2 separate regions of the Zea mays genome follow, and region 1 is linked to region 2. A link is a contact called in public Hi-C data. All regions are on one chromosome and are shown on one strand. The core of a region is the stretch at or near the end of the contact, and the rest is flanking DNA. Distances in the headings are between cores, read along the strand shown.

Region 1 (5,969 bases), core at 1,947-4,446, 40 kb after region 2:
TTCCATAGCAACTCTTTTTTTATTATCAAAAATGGCTCGCAGGCACAAGGATGGGGACAGTGGCCAGGACAAGCTCCAGCGTCGCAGCCACAGTGGACTGGTGTTGGGTGGACGCAGGCACCTCCAGGCACTTGGACACCTCCACCACCCCAAGGATCGCAGCCAGTCCCGGGATGGGTGCCACCGGTCTTCCAGCCACTGGCGGGCTCTCAACCATTTCAAGCGTGGATGGCACCGCCACCGACGGGGTGGGTGCCACCACCTCAGGGGTGGCCAGCACAACAGTACCCGTGGATGCATGCACAGCCTCCTCCTCACCATGGATCACAGGTGACGTTCCATGTTTAGTTTTATACAAATATTGACCAAACACAGCCTTATTTGAATGATTGATGAATTGCAGGGTTCAGCGTCACATGCTCAGGGATCGGAGGGTGCTGTCAACGTCCAAGACTTCCTCGTCCATGGTTCTGGAGGGAGTGGCCACCTTCCTGGTGGCGGAGGAGGGAGTGGCCAAAACTCACATAGCCCGCCGGAGTGAGTAGTGACTTTGTTTATGGACTATGTATGGATATGTATAGACTTTGTTTATGGTTCTGGAGGGAATGACTTTGTTTATGTATGGACTATATATGGACTATATGTATGGAATATGTTTGAAACAATTATGTAATTGCTTGTGAATGTTGTTTGTGAAAACTGTATTGTTTGTGAAATCTGTATATATGATTGTGTATATGTTTATTTTGCTGTGAATTAATAAAAGGTGCAGAACAATCTGTTTTTGGGGGGTATCATGAATTTTCGTCGGCCTGGGTGGTGGCCGACGAAAATACGTGTCCAGATATTTTCGTCGGCCACCACCCAGGGCCGACGAAAATTATGTCCCTATTTTCGTCGGCCTCAGTGGCCGACGAAAATAGTCAGCCGACCAACTATTTTCGTCGGCCTTGGGGAAGCCGACGAAAATAAGTCGTTTTCGTCGGTACCGACGAAAATAATTCCCTATTTTCGTCGAACTTATTTTCGGCGGCTATTTTCGTCGGTCTGCCGACGAAAATAGGTTATTTTCGTCGGTTTAGGCTTATTTTCGTGGGTTTTTGGCCCACGAAAATTTAGTCGTTTCCTGTAGTGTGAAGTCGATCACCAAGAGTAACAAGCACTAAATTCTCACTTGAACATGACAAACATAATGTGGGTGTTGGATGCACACAAGCCTCTCTCTATGATTCATGAGATTGCTAACTGCAAGATTACCACTTCTATAATCTTCTCACTACACAAAGGGTCTACCTTACTCTCTAGGGGTTGCTTTAGCTATTGGAAGGGGAAAGATACCTCAAGAAACTAATATGTGGGGTGTCCATGGCTAGAAAAGGGCCAAAAAAGGGGTTATGGCCATGTGCCAAGGTCGATGAAGACTCATGATCCAACCCTGTTACACTCTGTAGTAGGAGTTTATGTTGGATTCTAAGGGAGGTGTTGGCTAGAATTCCATGCTTCAGGGGGTGTTTTTGGTAAGGTATCATTAGTTGGAATGATGGTTGTGTCATAACGCAAATGTTGAAACTTTATTTAAAAATACATTCTTCTTTGGTACTAAGGGGTATAATAAATTGGTAAAATAATTAGCCATTGATGCTACCTATATATAGAGAATAATACATGAAATGAAATAATGAGGAAAATATCTAAACTCTATACCGAACAAAAAAACACATAACATGCAAAACAAAGAGTTTTTTTGGGAGATACATCAAAGATCATTTGTTATAAAGAGACCTAAGTCATTTATGACAAAATAGTAATAAAAGTTAAACCGTGCATAGTCCCTTCGCGTAGGAAAAATGCAATTCCAAATTTAAACCAAAATCAAGCTTTCTTAGTTTTGATTATGTTTACAAACAAAATAATACCATATATTATGTCTTTTAGTGGATTTGATATGAAAATATATTTTACATTTAAAAAAACAGGATTGGCATTTTGTTCAGCAAAACTGGACTACTATTGTAGGATGTGTCGAGAGGACACCGACGACTAGTGCCCGGTGGCGGAGCTCCGTAAAATTAACGTCACAGGTCACTCTACAAATATAATGATGTACTACTCCGTCTTTTCATTTTCACAATTTAGTTCAAAAATGAACTAGGAGACGATAACTATTTAAGAACAGGGTAGTAACATTTAAATCAATCCAGTGGAACTATGACAGGTAGGGAATGTGGATCGAACATTTGGGAACAATTACTTACAATAGGGGAGAATCACGGGTACATTGTAGCAGACAGTCACTGTCCATTGGCCAGGAGGCACTCCGCCCTTGCCTATGAATAAGAAAAAAGGGAATCAGATTGAGGAAGTTGTATAGCTTGGGAGAAGATGTAATGGTAGGGGCAGATTTGTATGGGCGGTGGCGTGATGCCAGTGCAGGTCGCGCGCGCGTCGCTGCTGCAGGGTCGCAGGGAGGCTGGAGGCGGACTGGCGGAGGCAGATGTCGGACTAGCGGTGGCAGATGCCTAAGTCAGAGCCCGCCCGGTCGCCTCGAAGGTTGCTGCCTTATGCCATTGCCGGATCTGTGGATCCCAAAGGCGTGGAGAATGATAGAGGACTAGAGGGAGGCGGTCATGCCGCTAGCAATATAGGAAGCGCAACCACGCAGATTTGCGAAATAATTGAAAGAGTGTGTTCTCGTGACTCGAGCGATAGAGGGAGGTCGCTAGCGCTAGGCTCAATCGCTGCAAGCAGGATGTCTTTTAGACTACATTTTTGGACTGAAATTTATTTTAAACAAGATTTTTTGGCTGAAGAGAACTTTTAGGCTGCGCCCTGGGTCACGGGGCCAGGAGGCCCGGGCCCAAATCCGCCCCCACTTAGCGAGCGTACGTGACATGGCACTAGAGGTGTATACTATTGTAGCAGAAACGAAGAAACGTAGGGCTGCAAAGTGGACACCATCTAGGCGTATACCTGTCCTGTCCAGAGTCCTGAGTCCGGACTCCAGACAGACCATCCAAACTGCAGAAACCATACGAAACCGTCAAACTGTAGCAGTAGCGGCCCGGGAGAGGCCAGGCACGACCGGGGCCCAACGAACCATGGTAGGCCCAGCCTGTCAACGATTCCGCTGAGTTCAAGGGTAGCGGCGGCGAAGCTATATGAGAGCGCCCGGCCCCAAATCAAATCCCCAAACCCCCGTCCTCCTCGCCGCTCCGCCGCGCGGTTGAGCGCCGACGAGCGAGCCCACCGCTGCCTCGTCCGCCCTATGGATATGGATGTCCGCCGCAGGGTTCCACCGCCGCACGGGAGCGTCCCTAGGCGCCAGCAGGCGACCGGGGCCGAGGGGGAGCGGGTGCGTGTGCAGGCGGGTGATGCGCTACCGCTGCCGATCCGGCACACGAACCTCATCTTCTCGGCGCTGTTCGCCGCGTCGCTGGTGTACCTGATGCGTCGGTGGCGGGGGAAGATCCGCGCCTCCACGCCGCTCCACGTGGTCTCCCCCGCCGAGATCTTCGCCATCTGCGGCCTCGTCGCGTCGCTCATCTACCTCCTCAGCTTCTTCGGGATCGCCTTCGTGCAGTCCGTCGTCTCCAGCAGCGACGACGACGAGGACTTCATCGTCGACTCCCGCCACGCGCGGGCGCGGGCGCCGCCGACGCCTGCGCAGACCCCGTGTGCGCTGCTGGGGAGCCCCGCCGCCGCGACGGAGAAAATGCCGGAGGAGGACGAGGAGATCGTGGCCGCGGTTGTGGCAGGGAAGATCCCGTCCTACGTGCTGGAGTCTAGGCTGGGAGATTGCCGCCGGGCCGCCGGGATCAGGAGGGAGGCGCTGCGCCGGATCACCGGAAGGGATATGGACGGGCTCCCGCTCGACGGGTTCGACTACGCGTCCATCCTGGGCCAATGCTGCGAGCTGCCGGTCGGGTACGTGCAGCTTCCCGTGGGCGTCGCCGGACCGCTCCTGCTCGACGGGCGCCGCCTCTACGTACCGATGGCCACCACCGAGGGCTGCCTCGTCGCCAGCACGAACCGCGGATGCAAGGCCATTGCCGAGTCCGGTGGTGCCTCCAGCGTCGTTTTCAGGGACGGGATGACGCGAGCCCCGGTCGTCCGGTTCCCGTCTGCACGCCGCGCCGCTGAGCTCAAGGCCTTCTTGGAGGACCCAGCGAACTTTGACACCCTGGCCGTGGTGTTTAACAGGTAAGAACGCTAGATTCCAAATCAACGTCACGTTGTCCCTTTCGACCCATGCTCCACGCGCTCAACGATTACCATTAGGCTAGCGCGTCTCTTGGGCTTGACGACACGTCTATGTGCATCCATCTCCATCAAAGCAGTAGCAGTTGTCATCAGTCACTTTTTTTAATCCATAAATTGCCTGTACGGTTGCCCACTTTTTGAACTTGAGGGTTGATGGTGGGATTATGTGATGACCGACCTGGTTTGGGAAATATTTGTGCAGATCGAGCAGATTTGGAAGGCTGCAGGGAGTGAAGTGTGCGATTGCAGGAAGGAACTTGTACATGAGGTTCAGCTGCAGCACAGGGGATGCCATGGGGATGAACATGGTCTCCAAGGGTGTGCAGAACGTGCTGGACTACCTCCAGGCCGACTTCCCTGACATGGATGTCATCAGCATATCAGGTTTTCCCATGTTATAAATTCTTAAACTGTATTTGTGAATTTAATCTGCTTTGTTGTGCATCCGATTGTTTCTGCGAGATAAGCACATTCAGGAACCAGGTAGAAAATTCTTTCTGATTATACTTCCTTTGATCAGAAATATAAGTCCATTCAGTCATTGACGCGGTCTCTAATATGACTCTATGACTATTAGCAATATCAGTGAAATACAATATCTTAAATGGAAAGAGGTATAGTTTATGATGAAAACACTGTTCATAATCAGTCTAATATGCTTACCTTTATGTTGGAAATCTATAAAGTATTTTAAATATTGAGGGCCTGTTTGGGGACACAATATTTTCTTAGTCCCAAAACAATACCATGGTATTTTAGACCAAAAAGGCGTTTGGGAGCATATCTAACAACTCTGTATTTTAAACCATGGTTTTACCAATACCACAGTATTTTTGGAGTCAAGAAAGCTTTGGTCGGACCAAAGCTTTTGGCTTGCATATAGCTGCAGTCTTCTCTTCTCCTACACTACAACTAAAATATTTTGTCTCCAAACAGATGTTGGGTTGGACTGATGTAAAATATACTACAGTTATGCCATGACATACAATAAACTATGATATTATAAACTGCTGTTTTGAGAAACAGAGATCCCAAACAGGTCATGATAGTACAAAGGTTAAATAAAAGTTTGACTTGGAACAAACCTAGATGGACATATTTGCGAAAGTCATTTTTCTAACTCAGATAGACTGGAAACAATCTAGGCATGACCCCGGTAGCAGATATTGACTTCAGTAATTCAGTTGCACACTTATGCAGTTGCGCCTTTCTGGTCGGCTCCTCCTGTATGCGATGAACATTTGAAGTACTAGTACTTACATGGAGAATTCACACACACACACACCCACACGCGCGCGCGCACACACACACACACAACCACTGCATTATACTAGTATAGTGTTTTGAAATGCTATGTCAAGTGTCAACTCATATCTTGCCCATAGCATAAGTAACAGCAGTGAGCTGATTTCCAACATCACAGTAACGAAGTGGCCTAGCAAAGTGTAAAATAACCATTTATCAATGATATGAGAGGGATAGGATGAACATAAAGTGCAGTTTTTGTGGTGGAATCTTTATTAGAACCCGAAAAATGATCTCTTCCCATGTATCTTTGATGCCTTGTGTTTCCTTAAGTAATATAGTCTTTATCAAAATAGGTAACTTCTGTTCTGACAAGAAGTCAGCTGCTGTGAACTGGATTGATGGCCGTGGGAAGTCGGTGGTTTGTGAGGCAGTAATCAAGGAAGAAGTTGTGAAAAAGGTTC
Region 2 (6,032 bases), core at 1,821-4,320:
CGACGCTCTTGCTTGCGGTGCCGAGCCGAGGCGTTCGCCGCTTGCCCACCGTAGATCATGAAGCAGTCGCGGACCTCGGGGAACTCCCCTACCTGGCGCGTCAACTGTCGGCGTTTCGAGACCGGGAGGTCCCTGGGCCGACGAGTGAAATGTCGCCGCGTGCCCCAGCCCAGATGGGTCGGCGCGAGGCCGAGCGCGAAGGGGGGAAAAGGCAGCCGGAGACGGGCGTGAGAGAGGTGGAAATCCCGCGGCCTTCGTGTTCGTCCCGCGCCCAGGTCGGGTGCGCTTGTAGTAGGGGGTTACAAGCGTCCACGCGGGAGAGGGAGCGAGCGGCCTCACGCGAGCGCCTGTCCCGTCCTCTTCCCCGCGTGGCCAACCCCCTGTAAGAGGGCCCTGGTCCTTCCTTTTATAGGCGTAAGGAGAGGATCCAGGTGTACAATGGGGGTGTAGCAGAGTGCTAACGTGTCTAGCGGAGGAGAGCTAGCGCCCTAAGTACATGCCATCGTGGCAGCCGGAGAGGTTTTGGCACCCGTTTCGTGTGGTGTCGTGGCCGTCGGAGGAGCGCTGAAGCCTGGCGGAAGGACAGCTGTCGGGGCTGTCGAGTCCTTGCTGACGTCCTCTTGCTTCCGTAAGGGGGCCGAGAGCCGCCATCGTCATAGAGCGTGCGGGGCGCCATCATTACTTGTCTAGCGGAGCGAGCCAGATGGGACGCCGGTCTTGTTCCCCGTAGCCTGAGTCAGCTTGGGGTAGGGAAATGATGGCGCCTCCCGTTGACGTGGTCGGTCCGCGCCCTAGGTTGGGCGATGTGGAGGCTCCTCCGAGGTCGAGGTCGAGTCTGTCTTCCGTGGCCGAGGTCGAGTCCGAGCCCCTGGGTCGGGCGAGGCGGAGACCGTCGGCTGAGGCCAGGGCTGAGTCCGAGCCCTGGGGTCGGTCGAAGCGGAGTTCGTCATCTTCCGGGGTTGAGCCCGAGTCCGAGCCCTGGGGTCGGGCGGATCGGAGTTCGCCGTCTTCCGGGGCTGAGCCCGAGTCCGAGCCCTGGGGTCGGGCGGATCGGAGTTCGCCGTCTTCCGGGGCTGAGCCCAAGTCCGAGCCCTGGGTCGGGCGGAGCGGAGTTCGCTGTCTTCCGGGGCTGAGCCCAAGTCCGAGCCCTGAGTCGGGCGGAGCGGAGTTCACCGTCTTCCGGGGCTGAGCCCAAGTCCGAGCCCTGGGTCGGGCGGAGCGGAGCTTCCTATGGTGCCTGAGGCCGGGCCTGACTGCCTGTCAGCCTCACTCTGTCGAGTGGCACAGCAGTCGGAGTGGCGCAGGCGGCGCTGTCCTTCTGTCAGGCCGGTCAGTGGAGCGGCGAAGTGACTGCGATCACTTCGGCTCTGTCGACTGAAGGGTGCGCGTCAGGATAAAGGTGTTAGGCCACCTTTGCATTAAATGCCCCTGCGATTCGGTCGGTTGGCGTGGCGATTTGGCTAGGGTTGCTTCTTGGCGAAGACTGGGCCTCGGGCGAGCCGGAAGTATGTTCGTCGCTGGAGGGGGGCCTCGGGCGAGACGGAGATCCTCCGGGGTCGGCTGCCCTTGCCCGAGGCTAGGCTCGGGCGAGGCGTGATCGAGTCCCTCGAATGGACCGATCCCTGACTTAATCGCACTCATCAGGCCTTTGCAGCTTTGTGCTGATGGGGGTTACCAGCTGATAATTAGGAGTCTTGAGGGTACCCCTAATTATGGTCCCCGACAGTGGTCTAGGGGACCGTCGGAAATAAACGAGCCGTCGGACTTGTACTGTTTTGCTGTAGTGCATAGCGCCAAGGTATTAACTCTGATGACGGTGACGTGACCGAGCACGGCGCCACATATCATGGCGTCGAGTTCGCTGCCAAGTGCGCTTCTTACTCGTTGGTCCTCACATGGATATGACACGACAAGACATAGGAGTAGAGGTTATTCGTCTCTTCCAGCAGCAACATGTGCTCCCACAGTTACCACTTGCGATAGCGTGCACACTGTGTTGTGCTCCTCCCTCCTCATCTACCAGCGGTATACACTAGCTGACTAGCTGTACGTACGCATGTAGAAGTAGGTCGTCTACCCATTACTTACTGCTCCACGTGTGTGTTCTACAGCTAGAATATACGGCACATATTTCGTGGCATCTACCGGCAGTATAAAATTTGTTTGAATAATTATTTAGTTTGATGTCGTGCTAGTCTACTAGATGCGATGGCCCCTAGCATTAGGTTGAGAAATTGCATGCATGCACATCTATAATATTTTAATAAATAATCTACATTACATGTAGACATAAATTATAGTTCCACATAAAATCTTACATTAAAAATTAGCACAAAATAAATATAATATTGATTGAAATTGATTATAAATAATGATTTATGCCGCCATGAAACCTTGCCTATTTTTCCATCTACGTTTAGAGCTAATTTGGGAACCTTAATTTCCCAAGTGATTTATATTTTCCTATGGAAAAATGAACTAATTTCCCTTTTAAAAATAGAAATCACATAGGAAATTAGAGTTCTCAAACTAACTCTTATTGTGAATTGTACACGTGTCCATGCACACACACGTACCTACATCTCTTCATATCAGGTCTGCACTGCACTCATGCACACGTGGATCCCACACCACGCTCCATCTCTTCAACCTCCCGCTGCCGTATAGCTATAGCTCTGCTGTTGCAGTGTTGTGTACCAGCGGCCTAGCCCAGCTGCGACGTGCAGGCGACATGAGCTCTGTAGCTCGGCGCCAAGATTTATAATACCGAACTACTGTCACGTAGGTACCGACGCAGCAGAGGAAGTCTAACGCACCAGGTAAATCGGTATCATAAAATTATGACGCCGAACCGTGTTACCTTGGTGCTATGACCTATGGTGTCGAGTAAAAGGTCAAAAACGATATTAAGTCGTTCAAAATTCAAACGTGATTTTTTTCAAAAAATAGAACTAAATTGTAAAAAATTAGGTTAACAAGATCATTGGCCCATCGCTACCCTGTCCTGTCTCACATCCAGCTCGGCAACAGGTCCATGACTTTGAGCCATGGGATGGCCCAATATGGTCCGGAGGGGACATTAAACCTGTCTCGGTTTGGGTCTATTTGGGCCTTGGCGTCCAATCGTCGAGCCTACTATAGGTGAGTTCTCGTTTTCTTTTTCTGAGTTTCTTTGTCCTGGTCTGGTCAGCAAGTTGCATTTTCATGCATGCTCGGACTTATACACATGTTAATGCATTTGACTAGTTTGTGATAGCCTAGATCCGTGCATGAAACTTCTTGTTGTTTTGCTCGTCACGCAGATGCAAATGCACAAATGTTTCTCTATTGTAATGGAAATTCCTCTTCGACGAAGATCTTGAACGAGGTTTTCTTCTCTTCCTTGTTTTTGCTACTAGGTTTTCTATTACGTATTACTATTGCAGAGCTTTTTTTTGGTTAAAATTTATTTTTTTTTCTCTGAACGGTTGAAACCTCCAGACTCCAGTTAAGTTGGCTAGAAAATCATGTGAGCAGCCTATACAAAAATCATGGTATCAAAAATCCCAATTCTGGATGTAACGGCTCTCTCTGCCTCAATACTTTAAATTACAACCCAAACTATCGAATATATGGTAATAACTTCCAAGATAATACGATAGCATTTTTTTAGAAAAAGCATCACAACGTGATTAACATGTACCCCACAAACATAGATGCACATGTACAATCTTATATGCAACGCAAGTATTGTTTAGATCAACAAAAGGAGGACTTGGAACTTGTGGGTACGCATGTTGCTCTTTGGAAACTAGCTATCTGTCATGGATGGAGAACTCTATTTTAGACGTCTTGATCTTCTAGAATTACGAGTTTGCTTTTGTCATGGTTGAAGTAGTGCGTACTAGCTAGCACTTTGCAGTGTGCAGCCGATACACATACATGGAAGAGAAATATCAGTTCTTCAAGGGCTACTCTGTCATCAATGTACTGAACAGGTGAATGAAACATGGTCTCCCCAGCAGATCCTCTATCTCATCATCTATTTTAAACTCCATTCTACAAACAGCGTCAAACAGCCTCTATTTTACCCTATCTAGTGGAGATAGTCTTATTGTAGATGCAATATAACTCTAGCATGGGATATGACATACACCATGTTGTCGTTTATATTTCATTCTAGCATGTAACATTAAACAATAAGGCCCTGTTTAGGAACACAGTTTTTTCAAACTGCAGTTTTTCAAATAGTATACTTTAGTCATGACATTACTACAGTTTACAATGCTTCAGTTTTCGAATACAACAGTATCCAATACATTAAGGTGTTTGGGAAAAACTTTGGTTGAGACCAATCAGCCAGAGCGGGACCCAGTTGGCGCTCTCTTTACAGAGAAAAACTTTGGCTGAGACCAAAGTTTCCAAAACTTCAAAACAAGTGCAGTATTTACAATACTACAGTTTAGTATACAGAGATTTCAGATGAGTTGTCAAACACCTCAAAGTATATAATACCACAGTATTGCTTAATACTACAGTATTGCTTCAATACTGCAGAAAAACTTTGTTCCCAAACACCACCTAAACGGGGAATCGCATGCAATAGATTGTGAAGAATCTGCTTGTGGATGAAGATCTTGATTAAACAGCTGTGATAAAGGGCAAACATGGGACAGGAAAGACAACCGGTGATCAACAGGTTCGAGATGATGATCGATATTTGAACATTCCCCATTTCAAAATTTGTTTTTTTTAAAAAAAAAACGTCCAGCAACAGTAACTATCGATGCGATCTAATCTCAAGGCCTTAGATTGGACCTCATAAATGCAGTCCAGAAAGAATGGACGGATAGTTACAATTCATCAAATTAAACCATAACTTGACTGGTGGTTAGGACAGGAGCACATCATCATAATGAGTCAGAAGAGAAAATTCATCAACGAAACGGTAATCCTAGTAGCAAGATATGAGGAGGAACGTGTAAGAACATTAGCGAACCTTTTATAACATAGATGAGGGAATTTGCTGCTGGTATTCACCGTAGGCTGCAACACAGTGGGCCAAAAACCAAAGGCGGGCAAAGCGTAACAACGTTCAGGCCGTTTTTAACTGCGTACTCCAAAGCTGTCTGTTCAGCCGTAATCAAAGGCAGGCAAGACTTAGCTTATATTTAGGAAAATCACAATAGGCCTTTCAAGAGAGATAAGACTGGGATGAAGCAACAAATGAAGTAAACCTGTATGTGTATAGCTATCACACAGCTTGCTGTGCTGCTAAGTACTAAGTAGCATTATACTAACCCCGTTTTGCTTGCAGAACTCCTTGTCTGACCAGCAACTCTCGTCTTTCGGTACGGTGTACCCTGAGGCCAGTGTAGGAAACGGGTGACGCCTAAGAGGGGGGTGAATTAGGACTTCTAAAACTTTCGCTAAACTAGGCCACAATTAAATCCCTAGAGCAAAACCTATGCAAATAGTCAAACTAGAATGTGCAAACTAGGTTTTGTCTAAGTGTTGCTATCTCTACCGCAAAGGCTAAGTTTCAATCTACACTAGATATGTATGAATACAAGATTGAAACTTAAATGCTTAATATAAATGCGGAAACTTAAAGAGCAAAGTAGAGAAGCAAACTCTCATGGATGACGCCGGTATTTTTACCGAGGTATCCGGAACCGTGCAAGGTCCCGACTAATCCTCGTTGGTGCCCCTACGCGAAGGGAAGCCCACGCGAGGGCCAAGCACCTCGGTCGAGTAACTCCGTAGAGAGCTGCGGGCCTTCTCCACACGCAAGTGGTGCTCCGCTTCCGGCTCCTCTCGGACGCTCCCCGCCGTCTCCACTATCGAGCTTCCGGCCGAAACGCCGCGGGCCTCGTTCCCTCCGGTACACGGTGGCGGCCGTGACACAAACGCGGTTGTCACGGTCTCGCAAGACTCTCGCCCCACTCGGTACAATTACAATGGCTCACGCAAGAGCCGAGGGGTTGTGAGGTTTATCTAAACTCACTCAACAATCTAGGATTCACCTAGAGCAAGCGCTAAAGCGGTCTAAC

Evidence for each region. A called contact is a pair of places that touch in the nucleus more often than the background predicts.
Region 1: a Hi-C map of tassel shows a contact between it and region 2, with 4 times the contacts expected there. The contact joins the promoter of LOC100191922 here to the enhancer-like site in region 2. A contact is called at or near these places in 4 of 25 Hi-C or Micro-C datasets (ear, leaf and tassel).

Annotation. Positions count from the first base shown.
Region 1 is chr2:195,623,699-195,629,667 of Zm-B73-REFERENCE-NAM-5.0, forward strand. LOC100191922 (3-hydroxy-3-methylglutaryl-coenzyme A reductase 2) reads left to right here and starts at 3,197. Exons shown (of 4, transcript NM_001137346.1): 1 at 3,197-4,200; 2 at 4,463-4,644; 3 at 5,862-5,969. The coding sequence starts at 3,266.
Region 2 is chr2:195,584,236-195,590,267 of Zm-B73-REFERENCE-NAM-5.0, forward strand. No RefSeq gene overlaps it. Among protein-coding and RNA genes, the nearest start is that of LOC100191922, 40 kb to the right of the region's middle. Within about 2 kb of position 3,071, at least 17 of the 20 cell types and tissues checked have an H3K27ac peak or open chromatin away from gene starts, as enhancers often do. A contact at or near this core is called in ear, leaf and tassel, where this site is marked.